Linked DNA regions of Mus musculus: regions 1, 2, 3, 5 and 6 are each linked to region 4. Evidence: chromatin contacts called from public HiChIP or PLAC-seq and promoter capture Hi-C data. All regions are on one chromosome and are shown on one strand. Each heading gives the region's core, a stretch centred on a gene start, on an enhancer-like site or on the middle of the called end of the contact. The rest is flanking DNA. Distances are from core to core; before and after follow the strand shown. Region 1 holds the start of Dkk3 (dickkopf WNT signaling pathway inhibitor 3). Region 2 holds the start of Ipo7 (importin 7). Region 3 holds the start of Akip1 (A kinase (PRKA) interacting protein 1). Region 4 holds the start of Eif4g2 (eukaryotic translation initiation factor 4, gamma 2). Region 5 holds the start of Dennd5a (DENN/MADD domain containing 5A). Region 6 holds the start of Mical2 (microtubule associated monooxygenase, calponin and LIM domain containing 2).

Region 1 (2,715 bases), core at 208-2,707, 1.1 Mb before region 4:
GGCTGCTGAGAATTCAATGAGTAAAACTTAATAAATAAATTAAATAAATAACTAATTAACTAACTAACTAACTAAATAAATAAATAAATAAATAAATGGATAATGCTTGTCACTATCCACGTCACCGTAGTGCTGTACCAGCAGCTATTGCTCTAACCACCCCACCCCACTTCGTTTCTCAGGGATCAGGTGTGTAGGCCTGGAGCCCTGCAGATACAACCAAGCTCCTGGTTCCTCGTGGGTGGCAGGGGAGGGGCTGGTGAAGAGACTCCAGTGAGTCTGTGACCTGTGCTAGCTACCCCAGAGGACAGATGAGGCATGTTCCAGTTTGGCTTTCTGTTGCTGTGATAAAGATCATGATTAAAAGCCACTCAGGGAGGAAAGGGTTCATTGCGTCTTACAGGTTTATACTCCAGCATCAAGGAAGCCAGGCCTGGAGCTCAGGACGTGAGGTAGAGCCAATGGAGGAAGGTCACTGTCTTTTGCTCTTCTGGCTTGCTCAGCCACTTTTCTTACACAGCCTTGGCTCAACTGCCTGTTGGTGGTATCACCCCTAGTGGCTGGGATCGCCTACATCAATTAGCAGTTAAGAAAATGCTGCAACGGACAGACCAAACCAATGGAGGCAGTTTCTCAGCTGAGGTGTTTTTTCCCCACGTGGCTCTAGTTTGTGTCAAGTTGACAAAAAATTAGCCAGCACAGGGAAGAAATGAGAAAAAGATCAGGAGATGCGGAGAGGGGGGAGGGGAGGGGAGGGGAGGGGAGGGGAGGGGAGGGGAGGGGAGAGAGAGATGTCAGGGAAACTGATGAGGAAGAATCAGGATAGATAAAGAAGTGGGAGAAGGGTTTTCGGAAACACTTTTTAAAAAAATTTTTAATTTAATTTAATTTTTTAGTACCCCTTTTCTAGGCACTGAAGAGATAACTGTCAATAGACCAGGTTGCTATCTCAGGTACACAGCCCATTTTCAAGCCCTGACCCCTCTTCATGAATCGTGCGTATTAAGTAGGAATTACATGTACAGCTGTAGCCTGCAGCATACATCAAGCTACGTTACAGACCATACTAGTTTGGCAGTACTGGGACTGTTGGTGTCCATCCTAGCTACTTTGCTATGTCGCCTGTCTAGGGACTTGCTGACATTCTGTTGACCCATTCTCATGGCCAAAAGTGGATTTTCCTGGCTGGGTACTGTCTAGACTACCTTGTAATGGCTGAGGGGCTGGGATTCCATCCCTTAGGACTGCGTCCAAGGCAGAGGCAGGCTTAGAGCTAGCAAGGTGAGACTCAAGAAGGCTGTAAAATGTAGTAGAAGCCTGGGCTATCGCGGAGGTAGGGGGCTGCCAGGAAGAGGATAGATTCCTGCAGACTGGCCCTCCCAGGATTTAGAGGCTGGAGTGAGCTGAGGTCGCAGACGGCCTGGAGAGCGATTGGCTGTGCGACCGCCCCTCCCGCCGGGCGGAGGCGTGGTGGACTGGGGGGGCGCAGGCTGCAGGCTTTCTGGATACAGGCGCTTTTGCATCCTAGCCGCACACAGTGCCTCTCCAGCTGCTCTGTGGCAGCCCAGCTACCGGTCGTGACCAGATCCAGCTTGCAGCTCAGCTTTGTTCATTCGAATTGGGTGAGCGGTGGTCATCGTCGTGGAGATAGCCCAGCTGGGTCTCCCTTAGTTAGAGATGGGGGGCTCCATGCATTTGCATCGCGATGGGAGGAGGATGAACTGGGAGGAGGGCTCTGCTGATCTCTGCTTGGGGCTAGGAGAGGCTTGAGCCTGTGTCAGGGTCCAAGAGATCCCAGTAATAGAATTGATGGGGAAATAGTAAAGGAAGGGACGGGACTCGAACCCGTAGTCCAGATAATGTCTCCTGATTCGGGCAAGTGGTCTGCTATTAAGAGTAGAAGACTTGAGTTCCTTGGTTCCGGAGCTGGGGTTTCCATAAGCGTGTCAAGTGGAGCTCTTCCTGGGTACTAGAACGGGGTTTGGGGGCTTAGAGTGCAGAGGGCACCCAGGCTGGAGAGGAGTAGTGGTCACCACTGTTTCCAGCAGGGATTGAGTCTGGGAGGGGGCTGGGTATCGCTCCATCTGGGGGCGGGCAGAGCAGCGGGGCGGGGCGGGACGGGCAAGAGGGGTGGTCCTGCAGTCTTTGATAGCTTTCCGGGACACACAGGCGGCGGCCAGCGCGGAACAAACATGCAGCGGCTCGGGGGTATTTTGCTGTGTACACTGCTGGCGGCGGCGGTCCCCACTGCTCCTGCTCCTTCCCCGACGGTCACTTGGACTCCGGCGGAGCCGGGCCCAGCTCTCAACTACCCTCAGGAGGAAGCTACGCTCAATGAGATGTTTCGAGAGGTGGAGGAGCTGATGGAAGACACTCAGCACAAACTGCGCAGTGCCGTGGAGGAGGTGGGTGCACCCTGAGGGCGCCTGGCTCTGAAAGTGCGAGAATGAGAAAGGGAGTGGGCCGGGGGCTTGGCGGGGGTGGGGTGGGGGGGATATTTCTAGCGATGGTTGCAGCACTGGCCAAAGACTTGGCTTTGTGCAGAGCTGGAAAAAAGGCCTGACAGCAGACGTGGAGTGCCCTGAGTGCAGCGCTGGGTGATTCTTACTCTCAGCCGGTTCTGTCTGCCTGCCGAAAGTCTGAATGCATCCCTGTCCAGCAAGGGAGGTTTGGTGGAATTCTTCCTAAGGAGCAGGAGCCACTGTGTCGCAGCTG
Region 2 (2,700 bases), core at 45-2,544, 1.1 Mb after region 4:
AGGGTTTCTTTTTGCATTAAAAAAAAAAAAAGATACTTATATGTGTGTATAAAGCGTGCATATACAATTTAGTATTTGTGTATATGCAGTATACATATATATGTATATGAACACACACACACCAAAACACTGAGACTCAAAGAGACCTTACAGAGGCCTTTTTATAAACCTATTAAATTCTTACTAATATATAAAATAGCCAAGTTCAGAAAAAAAGAACGCTGATGAAATCAGTACAATAGAATATCAATATAACAGTTTTCCAAGGGGCACTGCCCAAAACACGTGGAAGAGAAACCAACTCTCCACTAATGTTGCATATGAAAGCTCTATAGGCTCTAGATTATCTCACTTGACCATCACAGCAACCGTACGGCCTAATTTCATGAATGAGTACAACTCAGGATCTGGAGGTGAGACTTGCCCAAGGTCACTCACTCCAGAAATCATTGAGGCTGCTATACCTAGAAGGTCGCACTTTATCTGACCCGTTCCACTACATCATCCCGCCTCCCAACTGTGGTACTAGGACAGTACCAGAGCGGGGATCGCACAGTGTAACCCACACTACCCCTGCCCTACCAGATCTGAAATCTGTCCCTAGCACCTCGCCGGCGAGAAGAAAGTTGTACCGGACAGGCAGGTCACTGATCCGCCAAGAGCACACACAAGGCTGTCAGGCGCAGCCCCCAGTGGACTAGCTAGCCTCCCCAGGAACCCCGGCCGACCGGGCGCCGGAAAGACTGGTCTGGGACACATCTCTACACCCTCCCAGTTTGTCTCGCCCCCTCCCGAGAGCAAACTGGGAGACAGCCAGAGGGCGGCGGGCCACGGGAGCCGGCCATGTGTCCAGACCGTCACGCCCGCCTAGCTCGGCCGGCTCCACACGCCCAGACCCGGGCCAGAGGCCCACTCGGAAGCCGACCGAGTGGCGGCCTGGACGCCGCGTCCCCACAGTGGAGCCTGGCACGGCGGTCAGATCTCCGCCCAACCTCTCCAAATGGGCTCGTCGGAGCTGTGCTCCGCGTCTCCAGCCAGGCCTGGAAGTCTTGGCCTGCCGGCCCACAAGCCCGCAGCAGCCGCTAGCCGGCCGTCCTTACTTCATTGAGCTGGCGCTCAGCGGCCTCGCGCAGGGCTGGGTCCATGGTGCCCCGGAGGGCCTCGATGATGGTGTTGGGATCCATCGCCGCGCGGTCGGTCAGACCCGGGACACCGGTGCTACTGAGGCAGAAATAGCGCCACTCACTGCGCACATGGACCGGCCGCGCTCCGCAGCGGCAACCGGCGCGAAAGGAAAGAGAAGCGCCAAGGCCCCGGATAGAACCTTCTCGCCTCGGCGTGGAGGCGGGAGATGCTCCGGCCACTTCCTGTCAAGTCTCCGGCGGAGCACCCTGGGAAATGTAGTCCCCAAACGCGGACACGGCCCACGTGGCTGGCTCCCACTGTAGTCAGTGAAAGGGACAACGTTCAAACGCCACAAAGAGAAAAGTAAAATAGTTACAAAATTTTATATGATATCCCTAGAGAATCTCAAGAAGTGTGTGATGCAATACGTTGTTACTAACTGTATAATTAAAAGAAATTTCTGTTTTGTTTTTGTTTTGTTTTTTGGTTTTTTGAGACAGGGTTTCTCTGTATAGCTCTGGCTGTCCTGGAACTCACTTTGTAGACCAGGCTGGCCTCGAACTCAGAAATCCGCCTGCCTCTACCTCCCAAGTGCTGGGAGAGTGCTGGGATTAAAGATATGCGCCACCACGCCCAGCTCTGTTTTGTTTTTTGAGACAGGCTTTTGACCTGAACTTGTTGCAATACCACTGCCTGAGCCTCCCAGATGGAACTTTCTCAACAATGATTTGAGATGAGTTTCTAAATGCCATAAAAACTGCTCCACTTTGATTCATTAATCTCATTTTGTAAGACTTTATCCTATATATTGAAGTTGTGCCTTATTAATGAGTGTTCAAATCTCAGCTACGTCATTATATAAATTATTTCTAAATTCAGAATAAATGCATAATGTCCATTAAAACTCCCTGTGTATGGATATTTAAACCTCTAATTCAGTAGTTCTCATCTTGTGGGTCTGTGGATCGTGACCCCTTTGTTGAATATCAGCTATCCTCTGCATATCAGATATTTACAGTATAATTCATAGCAGTAGCAAAATTGCAGTTATAAAGTAGCAATGAAAATGCTACTATCATGGTTGGGAATCATCATAATATAAGTAACTATATTGAAGGATTGCAGCAGTGAAAATATTGAGAACTACTGTCATACATCTCAAATCATTTTACCTTTAGAAATCAAATCAATTTTCAATTAGAATCTAAGGGAAGCTATATACTGAGCTTCAGGCAGGCCTGAGCTACAATGTTTGAACCTGTCTCACAAAGGAGCAACAGGGAGCTGTAGAAATGACTCAGTGGTTAGGACCTTATGTTCTTGAAGAAAGCAGGAATTCAGTTCTCTGTGTACAACATACTGTCCTTAAATTTGTAATCCTGCTCCACCCCACAAGTGCTGTACTACCATACTTGATTATAAATTCTCATGAAATAAGAATATTTTGGCCGGGCGTGGTGGCGCATGCCTTTAATCCCAGCACTTGGAAGGCAGAGGCAGGTGAATTTCTGAGTTCGAGGCTAGCCTGGTCTACAGAGTGAGTTCCAGGACAGCCAGGGCTACACAGAGAAACCC
Region 3 (2,700 bases), core at 107-2,606, 1.4 Mb after region 4:
ACCCCACACTGACTTGAAGTATAGTCCATGAATTCAGCCATTGCTCCGAAGGAAGAGCTAAGGGTTGGGCACCTTTCTTCTCTCTGTTGTAATAAATGGCAAGTCATAGGTGAGACCTACAAATCCCCTACTGGAGAAGGACATCATTTGAGAAATAGCCCTTTTTCACTTTTAGGAAAGCTTCTGCAAGCTGAAACTGGTAAGAAGGATCTTGCTGAGAAAAAAAAAAAAAAATCCAACTCTGTAAACTAGATGTGCAATTTATCCAGGAACTAAAATAACTGGTTGGCTGGCTTTACTCACTATTGAGTAATGGGAAAGAACTGTTATTGTTGTTTATGATTTTTTGAGACAAGATCACATGTACACTAGGAAGACTTTGTACTTGATCCTTAGCCCCGACCTCCCAAGTTCTGGCACCACACTAAGAATTGTATTTATTTACTTTAGACAGGGTTTCACTAGGTAACACACGATGGCTTGAAACTTGCTATGTAGAACAGGCTAATCTCGAACTCAAGAGATCTGTCTGCTTCTGCCTCCTGGATGCTGAGATTAATGGTGTGCACCACCACACCCGGTAAGAAATTTTATGTTATAAGTAAGCAGAATACTACTATTCTTTTGTTATTCAAAAAGAATTGGGTCACACCGTGCTTGTACACAACCTCTTTAATACTAGTACCTAAATCGTAGGCAAGAGTTCAAGGCCAGCCTGGGCTATACGAGACCGTGTCAAAAGCAGTTTCCAAACAACGTTTCCACTTTTGCTCCAATGCGTTACATCTTCTGGACATGGGAGGCTTCCTCCCGCCCAGTGGCGGCGGAGAATGACTAGACAGTCCCCCAGCTCCCGGCCTCACCTCTCCTAGGAGGCGCTGGGAACCAGGGACCGACCATCTTTCCTGGTAGGGGCCCTGGCGGTAAAGGACCCCCACGTTGCCTCTGGATCGCTCTGGAGAATGCCAGTCCACTGCCCTCCTCTTGGCGCGCTCCAATACTTCCCTCCCCAGCCGAGCAGAGCGCTGGAGCGAGCGCCGGTCCACTCCGTTCAGCGCCGCGGCCGCCAGACAGTATTCCATGTCTCCCTGGACACATACACAGACAAGTCAACTAGGCCCGGATCCGGGCGGCAACTTCCCCGCGACCCCAACTCCCCCTTCGCCTGCATCGCGCAATCCAAGTGGGGAGGAACTAGCAGGCAGGACCCCTGCCCCTTGCACTTCCGCCTCTCAGACCCTGGGTACAGCCCCTCACCCGGCCTGCTTCTCCGGGCGCACGCGCATAGCGCTCACACGGACACGCCTTCCGTGTTCCCGCGGCCCTTCTTTCGCGCCAGTTGCCAAGCTAACTGCTGCGCGCCGTGGGCGGGGCCTGGCGATGGGCGGAGCCGGTGTGGGCGGGGCCGGGTCGAGGGGCACGTGGGCCCAGCCTTAATCAGCTTCAGACGCGAAGCGGGCGCTTGTTGTCGTTCGAGGACTTTCTTGCCGCGACAGGTCAGTGTGGATCCCGTGACTCGTTGCGCTAAAAACATTTGTGAGAGTAGGTGCATGCGGACCGTATTCAGGGGTCTCGCCACTCCAGAACCACTTTTGTGTGAGGAGGTGATGAGGCTAGCGGACCAACGCGACTGAGGAGGTAGTGCTGGGGAAAGGGCATTCTGTCAGAAGAACTCTCAAGGCTGGGGATGGAGGCCAGACGGAGGTCTTGGAACTGTGGGTGAGGGGACTGGTAAGACTCCAGGGGATGGCAGGTATTTCTTGGCAGGTTGGTAGAGGATGTAGTGGAGTGGTGAGTGGGGAATCCCGTCATTCCCTTCCTGCAGCTTCCTCATTCCTCCCTTGGAAGAACAGATTCACACAATTTTGTTGGAGGTTTATTTGTTTGTTTGTTTTTGACAGTCTCACTGTGCAAACCCTCACTATGTAGACCAGGCTGGCTTTCAGTCTCTTTGGTCCTGGGATCTGGACCTACCATTCAAGCATCAATCGTATCACTTTTTAAAGTAAGAAATGGATCAGATACCTTTCAGAACACCATGGGGCTATGGTGAAAGCCCTGGGTCTCAGCGGGAGTGACACCCCCTGGTGAGCAGCAGGGCGTGAATGGGGAGAAAGTTCCACTTTAAGGAACATTGCTCAGTGCGGGGTGGGTCCCTCACAGGACACAAAGGAATTCTCAGTCCTTAAGTAGTGTGAATAGAGAAACATTTGCCCACAAACCTAGCTACCTGAGATTCCTTGAAATCCATGCCAGAAGCCAGGATCTGTAGTGTGCATCTGTCAGCCCTACCCTGCAACAGTGACATAAGAGGTGAGGACAGGAAATTGGCTAGAACTCCTGGACTAGACACCTTGAATTATATAGTCTAGCAGTAGCAACAAGCAAGACCCTGCCTTACACATGGCAGAAGGTGAGAACGGACTCCCAAAAGTTGTCCTCAGACCTCCATACACTTTCTTTGGCACACATGTACTACATTCACACACATAAAAAATGAGTAAAAAGTAGTCTAGTTCTTATTGATGAATGATTCTCACTTCAACTTCAGGATCTAGGTAGCCTCTATTCTGATTGACATCCCCATAAATTTGCCTTTTTCTGGCGATTCATACAAATAAAATCATATGGTATGTGGCCCTTTGGACCGGTCTCTTTCATTTAGATTACTTTGAGGCTTGTCTGAGTTATAGTATATAG
Region 4 (2,700 bases), core at 36-2,535:
GCCATACAAGTTATATATACAAAGCAAAATCTCTTATATTGAAAAAAATTGCCCCTCTCCTAAAAAATGCTTTTCTTTTTTACACTTAACCCCCAAATAAAAATGGTTTTTACAGTTTTTAGTTTAAGTGAAAGTTTATTTAATAGCATTAATTCTAAGGCAAAGACCTAAGTTTACTAGAATTATAAACCTTCAAAGCCACACTTTTCAGCAGACTTAAATACTAAGGAAAGTACAATTGTCTGCTGAAAATTCTATTTAAGAACTAGGGCTTTCAACACCAAGACATGCCAAATTACGTTTGGGTCTTTGAAAACCCAGCTCTTGGGAATGAATTCCAAGCCATGACTGTTGAAAACACACGTGCTTTAGTTTAGTAACCCATCTTATTGAAAAAAAAAAATGCATGCTTAACAGAGATGGGACATTTCTCGTTTACATACCTTCATTTTTGGAAAGCTAAAATGTTGCATACTGTGGCATACATACATAACCCATCTTTTAAAATACCACCTGGAAGTATAGTTTGAAATGCTTCATTTTCCTATATAGCCCTTAAATAAAATGAAAGCACTGCGCTGCCCGTCTTTAATGTTTGTTAAAAATGAAGGAAAAACTTTAAAAAATGACTTTGCAATTTCCAAATGCCCGCGCTCTGCAAACACTTCTCAAGCCAGCCTAGTATACTGTCTGGGTCAAGCTCGGTGACAGCAGGCCGAGCATTTGAGTTAAAGCTGCCTCTAGCCTGGGATACAAAGCCCTTCCTTTGATCCTTTTCTCGTTACTCTGCAGATGGAGGACCAACAAACAGAACGCATTCCTATCGATGGGCACACGTCCCTCTCTTCAGCAAAGCTCCCAGACGCTAAACCGAGGCCAGGCCGCAAGGCCACGCCGAGCCCTCAGGACGCCAGGCCCGGGCGGGTCAGGGAGGAGAGGCGAGGAAAAGGTTCTTCTATGCAAGCATGAGGCTGGGACTCCGGAACAAAGCGCCGGCCCAGGAAGACCAGGCGGCCCGGCGGCGCACACTCACTGGGCTCCCGGCGCTACGCAAGAGTCCCGCAGCGCGCCGGCCCGCCGCCCTTACGCCACTGGCTTGGCCCCAGAGCCTTCGCGAATATGGCTTTGCGCACTGCGGCGAGGCTGCGCCGCAACCGAGCTTGCCCGCTGGCTCCTCCCCGCCGCCCTGCGCGGATTGGTAGCGGACGGAAGCCCGGCTGCTGATTGGATAGCGAAGGAGCCACTCGGGGAGGCTCTAGTGGGTCGGCCGCCTCAGAGTGATAAGTTGGGCTTCAGACACGCCTCAGCGCCAGCAGCGAGCCGGAGCTCTATGGAGGTGGCGGCGGGTACCAGGTGGCGGCTGCAGCAGCTACTCCTCTGAGCTGAGACTTTCAAGCCGGCCGCGTCTCCTTCCTCCCCCTTCCCTCCCCCTTTTTTGTTTTCCGTTCCCCTTCCCCCTCCCTTCCCCGTCCCCGACGACCGGATCCAGAGGAGGCAGCTGCGGTGGCAGCTGCTGAGTTCTCGGTGAAGGTGAGTGGAGTCGCCGCCGAGCGGAGCCCTCTAAGATGGCCGCCGCCCCTGGCCGCTTCTTGTCGAGTGGAACAAAATGGCGGCCGCAGGCGGAGCCGGGCGGGGCGGCCTTTCCTCTGCCTTTGGGCTACTTAGAAATCTATGGCCTCCGCGCTCCTTCCTGTGTCGACCGAAGAGCTAGGCTGACGTGCGGTCGAGTGGCGGGCGCAGCCGGGATCCTGACGTGGGATCCGGGAACAGCGTGCGAGCGTGGCAGGCCTCGCGCCTCGGCGGGAGGGACGCGGCCCGCGGCAGGGCCCGGCCGTTGGCGCGGGACCAGCGAGGCGGACGAGTCCGGAGCCCGGCCTCCCGGCGGGGAGGAGGTGTGTGGCCCTACTGCGGGATGTCCCACTCGGGCGACGCCAAGAGCGAGTCTCGGTCCCTTTGTGGGCCTTGGCAGCCGAGGCGCTGTCAGCCGGGGGATTTATGGTGGAGGCGGCGGGTGGGCAGGAGGCCGCCTTCCTGCGGGAGAACAAAGGGCCGGCCCGGAGGGGGCGCCTCCCGCCCAGGCCTGGGCCCTCGCTAGACGCCGCTCGGAAGCTGAGCCAGCCTGGGCCTGGGGGAGGAACTCGCTGCTCTTTTGTTCGCGCGGAGTGGGGCGGAGGTGCCTGCTGCCATGTTGTGTTGTGGCCCCGGCCTTCCGGCGGCTTTCCACACGCGCCCTGTGTAAAAGGAAGGGCTTATAAAGACGAGCGGAGGAAAAGCTGCCCAACACCGGGTAGTGAGGCTCTGGCCGGCCTGTCACCACCCCGGCCACCCATTTTAGTACCGCAGACATATCCCTTGTAGCACCGCCGGTCTTGATAGCATTTCTGTTTAATTTTAAAGGCCCCATAATACGGCTGCTTCCTAGGCAGCATCCAGATTTTTTTTCATTTTATTTTTCTCACAAAAGCTGTTCTTTGCATCCTTGAATACTAAGAGAATCCACGGGGCTAAACAGGTTTTATTGTGTATTTGTGGGTTTTGACTTCGTTCTATTTTAGTCTTCTGAGGGCTGCAATGCAGTGAAAGTTCAACCAGCTGCAGTGCTGGGAGCGGAAATAAATTATATTTGAAAGTTTATAGCTCAGTATGGCAGTACCTAATTTTGGTGTTTTCTCTCTTTCCAGGCTTTTCATTTCTACCATC
Region 5 (2,700 bases), core at 24-2,523, 1.1 Mb after region 4:
TGTAACAACAATGACAATGTATATAATATTTATGGAGTGCCTTCTATGTTCTGGGTATAATCCTCACCACTTTACCTATACATGCATTTATTTTGTACTTTGACAAAAATCATGCCTGTTGGCACCTAGAAATTACATAAGTAAGTTGCCAATATCATATTGTACATTATAAGTCAGAATTCAAACTGGGGGACTGTTTCTAGAGCCCATGCTAGCAGCCACTACAGTTTCTCTTCCTTGGCCTCTGATGTTACAGTACAGACCCACCTGAGCCTGGTGTGATGATGCAGGCCTTTAAGCCCAGCACTGAGCAGGCAGAAGAAAGAGTATTGCATCAGGGTAATACAGGTACATAGCAAGTTCTGGGTCAGACAGGTCTATAAGTGAGACCCTATCCAAAAAAACCAAATCAAATCAATCAACCAACCAACCACCAAAAGAAGACACATCTGGCTAGCTTCTGTAGAAAATGAAGTCAGAGGGTCTGTTCTTTAGACAAGAGACAAGGACCAGGAGGTTTCACCTGTTCAGCCACCCTTTCTCTTCTACAAGCAAATTCTCACTAGAAGGAAGAAAGGAATGAATGAATGAATGAATGAATGAATGAAGGGTGATGGATAGATGGATGAATGGACAGAGAATTCTGTGAGCATGAAAAGAACTAAGTGAAGGGGGAGGGAGACTTCTGGGGCTTCATGAAAGGGGGAGAGTTTGGTGCATGGAAGAAGCCCTGCTTGTGGGGTGCGGGGCAGTGAGCTAGCGCAGGATTCAAGCGTAGGGTTGTTTCTTGCATTTTTTGAGCCTCAGTTTCCCTATCTGCAAATTAAAGGTAAATAGAAGATAAGCTGACCCACTCTCTCCAAAGAACAGAGTTTCCTCAGATCTATTGGGGAAAGCTGACACTGAGGAGAGGTGACAAGGAGAAGCTGCTCTGTGGTGACAGTATAGGAGCAGGATTCGGTGGGCTTCACAGTTCAGCCCTGCAGCTCTTATGCCGGTGACACGGCCAGCACGAGCCACCATGGCCCACTCTTTCCGCACACCGCATCCGATTTCTCTAAAGGGTGTCGCAGTCGCGTGGAGGTGGCTGCAGTCGCGGGATCCCAGCAGCTGACCGCTGGCCACTCTGTGGTGGCTGCTCTGGAAGCCCAGGCCCCCGGGGCCCAAAGAGCATCACGTCATCCTTTGCGCCCGACGACCGCCCCTCCCCGACCGCGCGTGCGCACGCGGTGGCGGCGGGTGGGGGGCCGCGGTGGGGCGGGCGGCCGCTCTCCGCCCTTCCTCAGGCTTGCTCAGGCCGCGGTGCAGAGGACAGCGTCCAGGATGCGGCGCGGGGTGGCCCGGCGCCCCCCTGCCCCGGCACGGCAGCGGCGGCCGCTAGGACCCGGCGAGGCCCGGGGGCGGCGGCCGGAGCCTCGGTAGCGGCGGCGGAGGGAGCGGCGGCTGAGGGCGGGCGGGCGGCCGGGGGCGGGGGCTCGGCTCCGCGCGGCTTGCCCCGCTCGGCCCGGAGCCATGAGCGGCGGCGGCGGCGGAGGGGGCTCGGCGCCCAGTCGCTTCGCCGACTATTTTGTCATCTGCGGGCTGGACACCGAGACCGGGCTGGAGCCGGACGAGCTGTCGGGTGAGTGCGCGCGAGCCCGGGCTAGGGCCCGCGGGGCCCGCTTTGTCCCGGGAGCCCAGTGAGGGTCGGGCGAGCAGACGGGACGCGGGTCCCGCGGGCCTGCTGCCCCCCGCGCGGTGGTCGCCGCGTCGGCAACCTGGGGAGACGCGGACGCTGGGTGCGCTCAGAGGTCGAGGGGCTTAGTCCACAATGAAGGGAAGCTTGCCTTCTAGCACCCTTTTGGGAGGAAAGAAGTTAGCCCACTTCCTAGTGAGAGTTAGTCCCACCCAGACTTTTCAAAAGAGCAAAACAAAAACTTGATGAGTTTATTTGGCCTCTTCCCAAGAAGCCGGCGAGACCAGTTCCTCAAAACCGTTATAACTCACTCCTGAGCAGGCCAGGCCCGGGCTTTTCCTTCACAGTTCTGCCCCTCTTGATCGGACGTGAAGTGACAAATTGAACCGGGTTACACCAAGAACGGGTTCTCTCTTGGCGCTAGAAAAGAACTTGTACCCAGGGCCATGCTTTTGTTGTTGTTGTTGTTGTTGTTTGTTTTTTAAGTTAATGTCCTTTACCAGGCGAGGGTCATTTGTGAATGAAGGCAGCGCGTCCCAGTTGGACAGGTTGTGCAGTGTTGTGATGCCTCTCAAGTTATCTTTCGAAGAGGAAGTGATGGGGGAGTGACAGTGAGGCCCTGATGAGATTTGGCACCCATTGCTTGAAGGTGTAAGAATTATAAAATCCCCGGTGAATTCCTGCGCGCCCACATTGGAGTTGCAACAGTTTTGAAAAGTTTTTGGGTGGCCAGTAAGCAGGTTTCAGTGGTTGGAGGCTTGTCGTGTTAGACTTTAAAGTTATGTCATGCTGATTCGATGAGGGAAACTCCTCTCCCCCTTTCTGTCACGATGTGGTAGTCATTGAACACCGTACAGTTTCTCTATTGAAAGTGATCATCCAGTCTTGGATTTTTTTTTTTTTGTCACTCCAGTTTGTTTGTTTGTTTCTCCTCCGATTCTTCTTCTTCCTCCTCCTCCTCCTTGTCTTCCTCTTTCTCCTCCTTATCTCTCCAACCCCCCACTGGTTTCTTGGTGTAGCTCTAG
Region 6 (2,700 bases), core at 73-2,572, 1.1 Mb before region 4:
GACACAACACAAGCTTTTGGGGGAGAAACTACTGGGATCCAACCTGTGCCCTCTTCCTTGTGCCTGAAGAAGGCAGCACTGATCACCTTTGAAACCCCTGGGACATGAACAGGGGCTATCCTGGTGTCCCACGCTTTAGGTCCACTGCCCCCACCCCCACCCCTCGCGGAGATTGCTGGCACGCAGAGGACACAGGTACCTGAGAACTCAGGAGGCAAATGCGGAAGGCCAATTGACCTCCAGCTTTCTTCTCTCCGGGTCTATCCATAAGGGCTACTGACTTTATCCTCCCACTAAACCACCTAAGACATAGTGGACAGCGAAAGGCCTTGCAAACGAGAGCTCTTTCCGCTTTAGAAACCCAGGCCCAGAATAAACAATGTGGAAGGAGACAGGAGAGTACTCTGGTTTCAACACGCCTCTTCCCGGTCCAGTACAGGCCCTTCCCAGCTCCGCCGGTGAGGGTGAGGCTAAGACTGAGGCTGGCCTGGGATAAATTAACCCCGCCCTCTCCGAACAGCTGCAGCAGGCAGAGGCTGCAAGGGAGACCCCAGCCCAGGGCCAGCTAGCCACTGACAGAGCAGGACACGAGGGTAGGATGCTCCTGGGCAGGGACAAGCACAGGCTGTCAGGGGTCCCAAGCTAGAGGGAACAGCAGCGCAGGACCCTCGGAGCGTCGCCACCGGCCAAGCAACCAGCCCGAGTTCCAGCCCGCCGCTGGCCAGGCCACTGACATTTGGCCCAACTTCCTGTTATCAAGGAGGGAGGAGAAGAAAGGAAGCAGAAAAATATAATAATAAAATAAAAATAAGCAAGGCGCTCTGTTAGAGGATGGGAAAGGTACGGGAGCCTAGATCGCACAGAGCAAAGTTTGGGGACGTTCCCCTGAACGATGACAGGCGACCCTGCTGCTGAAGGGCGCCTACTATGCGCGTGTGTTGGGTTTTCTGAGGTTAGAATGACAGTTTTGATTGGTGAAGAGCCCACGGCGCACCCCGCAGGTGGGTCTGAGATCCCGGACGGAACTGCCGCACCTGACCCTCCGGGGCGTCCAGTAGGGCGCGGAGTCCAGCCGGGACTGGCACAGTCCCCACCCGCTCCCGCACACCCCGGAGCCTTCTCCCACTCCGTCTTACCCAAGGTCTCGCGGGCCTCCAGGCCTCAGGTCAACACCTGCCTTTCTTGTCCTCTGTCTGAGGGCGCAGAAATCCGGGACCCAGCGGGCCGCCTGCCGAGCCCGGAGCTAGCGAGGCGGCCCGGCGCAGGCTGAGCCGGCCGGGTGCCTGCGGTTCTGTGAGCCGCGGAGGATCCGATTGGGACACGCCTCCATCGAGGTTCGGCCAATGACAGGGCCTCCGAAGGCGAGGCTCCACCCCATGCTTGAGACGCGCGACCAATGGTCATGCAGCGCGGAACCCACCCCAGCGCCCTCCCAGTTAGTACCAGGCTGGGGGTTGCTGTCACCATTGCAGCTTCGGACGCACGTGGGCTGAAGCCCTGCCCTAGCCGCTCCCACCCTGGCCACAGGTCGAAGACCCAGCCCTGGGCTGCTATGAGACGAACACCCGGCCTTGGTGTTCTGGTGTCCAGGGAGAGGGGAAAGCTGGGCCTCCCGAAGCTTTGCCTAGGCAGCTGGAAAGACAGCCTCACTGTCCCTTCTGGACTGGAGGGAACAGCAAAGGACTTCTAGGACTGCCTGGCCTTCTTGGGCCCTCATTTCTTGCTTTTCTGCATGCAATCTTCCTTGCTTGGGTCTTCTCTTGAACTGGCCTTGCTTGGGCTAAAGCTGTGGGAAATGGGGTAGTGACACAGACCAATCGCACTGACTGGGTCGCTCGCACTTTCTCTTTCTTGGCTGTCGAATGGCTAACCCCTGTTTCTGATCGCTTTCATGAATGACCATGCCTCTCACAGTTTCAGCGAAAATTCTGAATGAATGGTTCGGGCTCGAAGTCCTGAGAAATTCATACGGACACTGCGACAGCAGTGAAAATAGGATTCAAGTGGACTGACTCACCCCTGGGGCCCGCAGCCCATCATTCAGCTTGGCCCAATGCAGAGTCCATAAATGTTCTTGAAACTGAGCTGACCCAGCGGGAGGAAAGCAGGCAGGCTTGGGCGGCGAAGGCAAACAGTACCATGACTCCAGGCTGCTGGAATTCCCCGGGTACCACCCTCTGGAGAGCATGCCCCTTGGCCAGGCAAGTGCAGGCAGCAATTCCTCCACCCCCAAACCTGGGGCCCGTCTTTTTCTATACTCTTTGCGTTTCCATCATCCAGGCCTTGGGGTTTCTCAGAGTTTGCCTCTCAGCGTCCTTAGGATTCACTCCACTTCTGTGGATGCGTTTTTATACCTGGTACTCAACCCCACTCAGTCTGCAAAACTCATCACTGACTCTAAGAGGGACAGTACTTGACTCTGGTGGGACTCTAACCATGTCACCACCAATCAATGAACACCTTCCATGCATCATCTCATTTAAACCCAGACCTAGAGATTGATCTTTTCAATATCCTCATCCCCTTTCACAGATGGGGGAACTGAGATCTGTAATACAGAGTCATTTACCAAGACCGTGTGCATATTAACGTGTCTGTATTTAAACGGGGAACTGATTCCAAGTCAACATACACAACCGTGAAGTGAGGCCTCTATAGCCATTCCTGGGCCTCCGAGAACCCTGGACTTGTAAGATCTCT

The links. Promoter capture Hi-C pulls out the DNA fragments that hold promoters and counts their contacts. HiChIP or PLAC-seq counts read pairs in DNA pulled down with a chosen protein or histone mark. Capture Hi-C pulls out chosen DNA fragments and counts their contacts.
Region 1: a contact with region 4 is called in a promoter capture Hi-C map of neural stem cells. The contact joins the promoter of Dkk3 here to the promoter of Eif4g2 in region 4. A contact is called at or near these places in 5 of 39 promoter capture datasets (the 3T3-L1 cell line, 3T3-L1-derived adipocytes, hippocampal neurons and 1 more) and 1 of 115 datasets of contacts at active chromatin or transcription factors (astrocytes).
Region 2: a contact with region 4 is called in a promoter capture Hi-C map of liver, with 4 times the contacts expected there. The contact joins the promoter of Ipo7 here to the promoter of Eif4g2 in region 4. A contact is called at or near these places in 11 of 39 promoter capture datasets (the C10 cell line, the HPC-7 cell line, cranial neural crest and 8 more), 1 of 484 Hi-C or Micro-C datasets (differentiating embryonic stem cells), 4 of 115 datasets of contacts at active chromatin or transcription factors (astrocytes, embryonic stem cells, forebrain and 1 more) and 2 of 9 other capture datasets (adipose tissue and liver).
Region 3: a contact with region 4 is called in a promoter capture Hi-C map of pre-B cells. The contact joins the promoter of Akip1 here to the promoter of Eif4g2 in region 4. A contact is called at or near these places in 5 of 39 promoter capture datasets (hematopoietic stem and progenitor cells, liver, neural stem cells and 1 more) and 1 of 115 datasets of contacts at active chromatin or transcription factors (the 230-238 cell line).
Region 5: a promoter capture Hi-C map of pre-B cells shows a contact between it and region 4. The contact joins the promoter of Dennd5a here to the promoter of Eif4g2 in region 4. A contact is called at or near these places in 3 of 39 promoter capture datasets (hippocampal neurons, liver and pre-B cells), 1 of 115 datasets of contacts at active chromatin or transcription factors (large pre-B cells) and 2 of 9 other capture datasets (adipose tissue and liver).
Region 6: a contact with region 4 is called in an H3K27ac HiChIP or PLAC-seq map of embryonic stem cells, with 6 times the contacts expected there. The contact joins the promoter of Mical2 here to the promoter of Eif4g2 in region 4. A contact is called at or near these places in 2 of 115 datasets of contacts at active chromatin or transcription factors (embryonic stem cells and pancreatic cancer cells) and 2 of 9 other capture datasets (adipose tissue and liver).

What each region holds. Positions count from the first base shown.
Region 1 is chr7:112,157,873-112,160,587 of GRCm38.p6, reverse strand. It overlaps Dkk3 (dickkopf WNT signaling pathway inhibitor 3), which reads left to right and starts at 1,457. Exons shown (of 8, transcript NM_015814.3): 1 at 1,457-1,622; 2 at 2,170-2,405. The coding sequence starts at 2,193.
Region 2 is chr7:110,016,909-110,019,608 of GRCm38.p6, reverse strand. Ipo7 (importin 7) reads right to left here and starts at 1,294. Exons shown (of 25, transcript NM_181517.5): 1 at 1,101-1,294. The coding sequence starts at 1,184.
Region 3 is chr7:109,702,334-109,705,033 of GRCm38.p6, reverse strand. Akip1 (A kinase (PRKA) interacting protein 1) reads right to left here and starts at 1,356. Exons shown (of 6, transcript NM_020616.2): 1 at 1,258-1,356; 2 at 864-1,088; 3 at 3-83. The coding sequence starts at 1,082. It also overlaps a transcript of Denn2b not described here.
Region 4 is chr7:111,081,615-111,084,314 of GRCm38.p6, reverse strand. Eif4g2 (eukaryotic translation initiation factor 4, gamma 2) reads left to right here and starts at 1,285. Exons shown (of 22, transcript NM_013507.3): 1 at 1,285-1,530; 2 at 2,682-2,700.
Region 5 is chr7:109,958,995-109,961,694 of GRCm38.p6, reverse strand. Dennd5a (DENN/MADD domain containing 5A) reads left to right here and starts at 1,273. Exons shown (of 23, transcript NM_021494.1): 1 at 1,273-1,621. The coding sequence starts at 1,513.
Region 6 is chr7:112,224,458-112,227,157 of GRCm38.p6, reverse strand. It overlaps Mical2 (microtubule associated monooxygenase, calponin and LIM domain containing 2), which reads right to left and starts at 1,322. Exons shown (of 26, transcript NM_001193305.1): 1 at 1,137-1,322.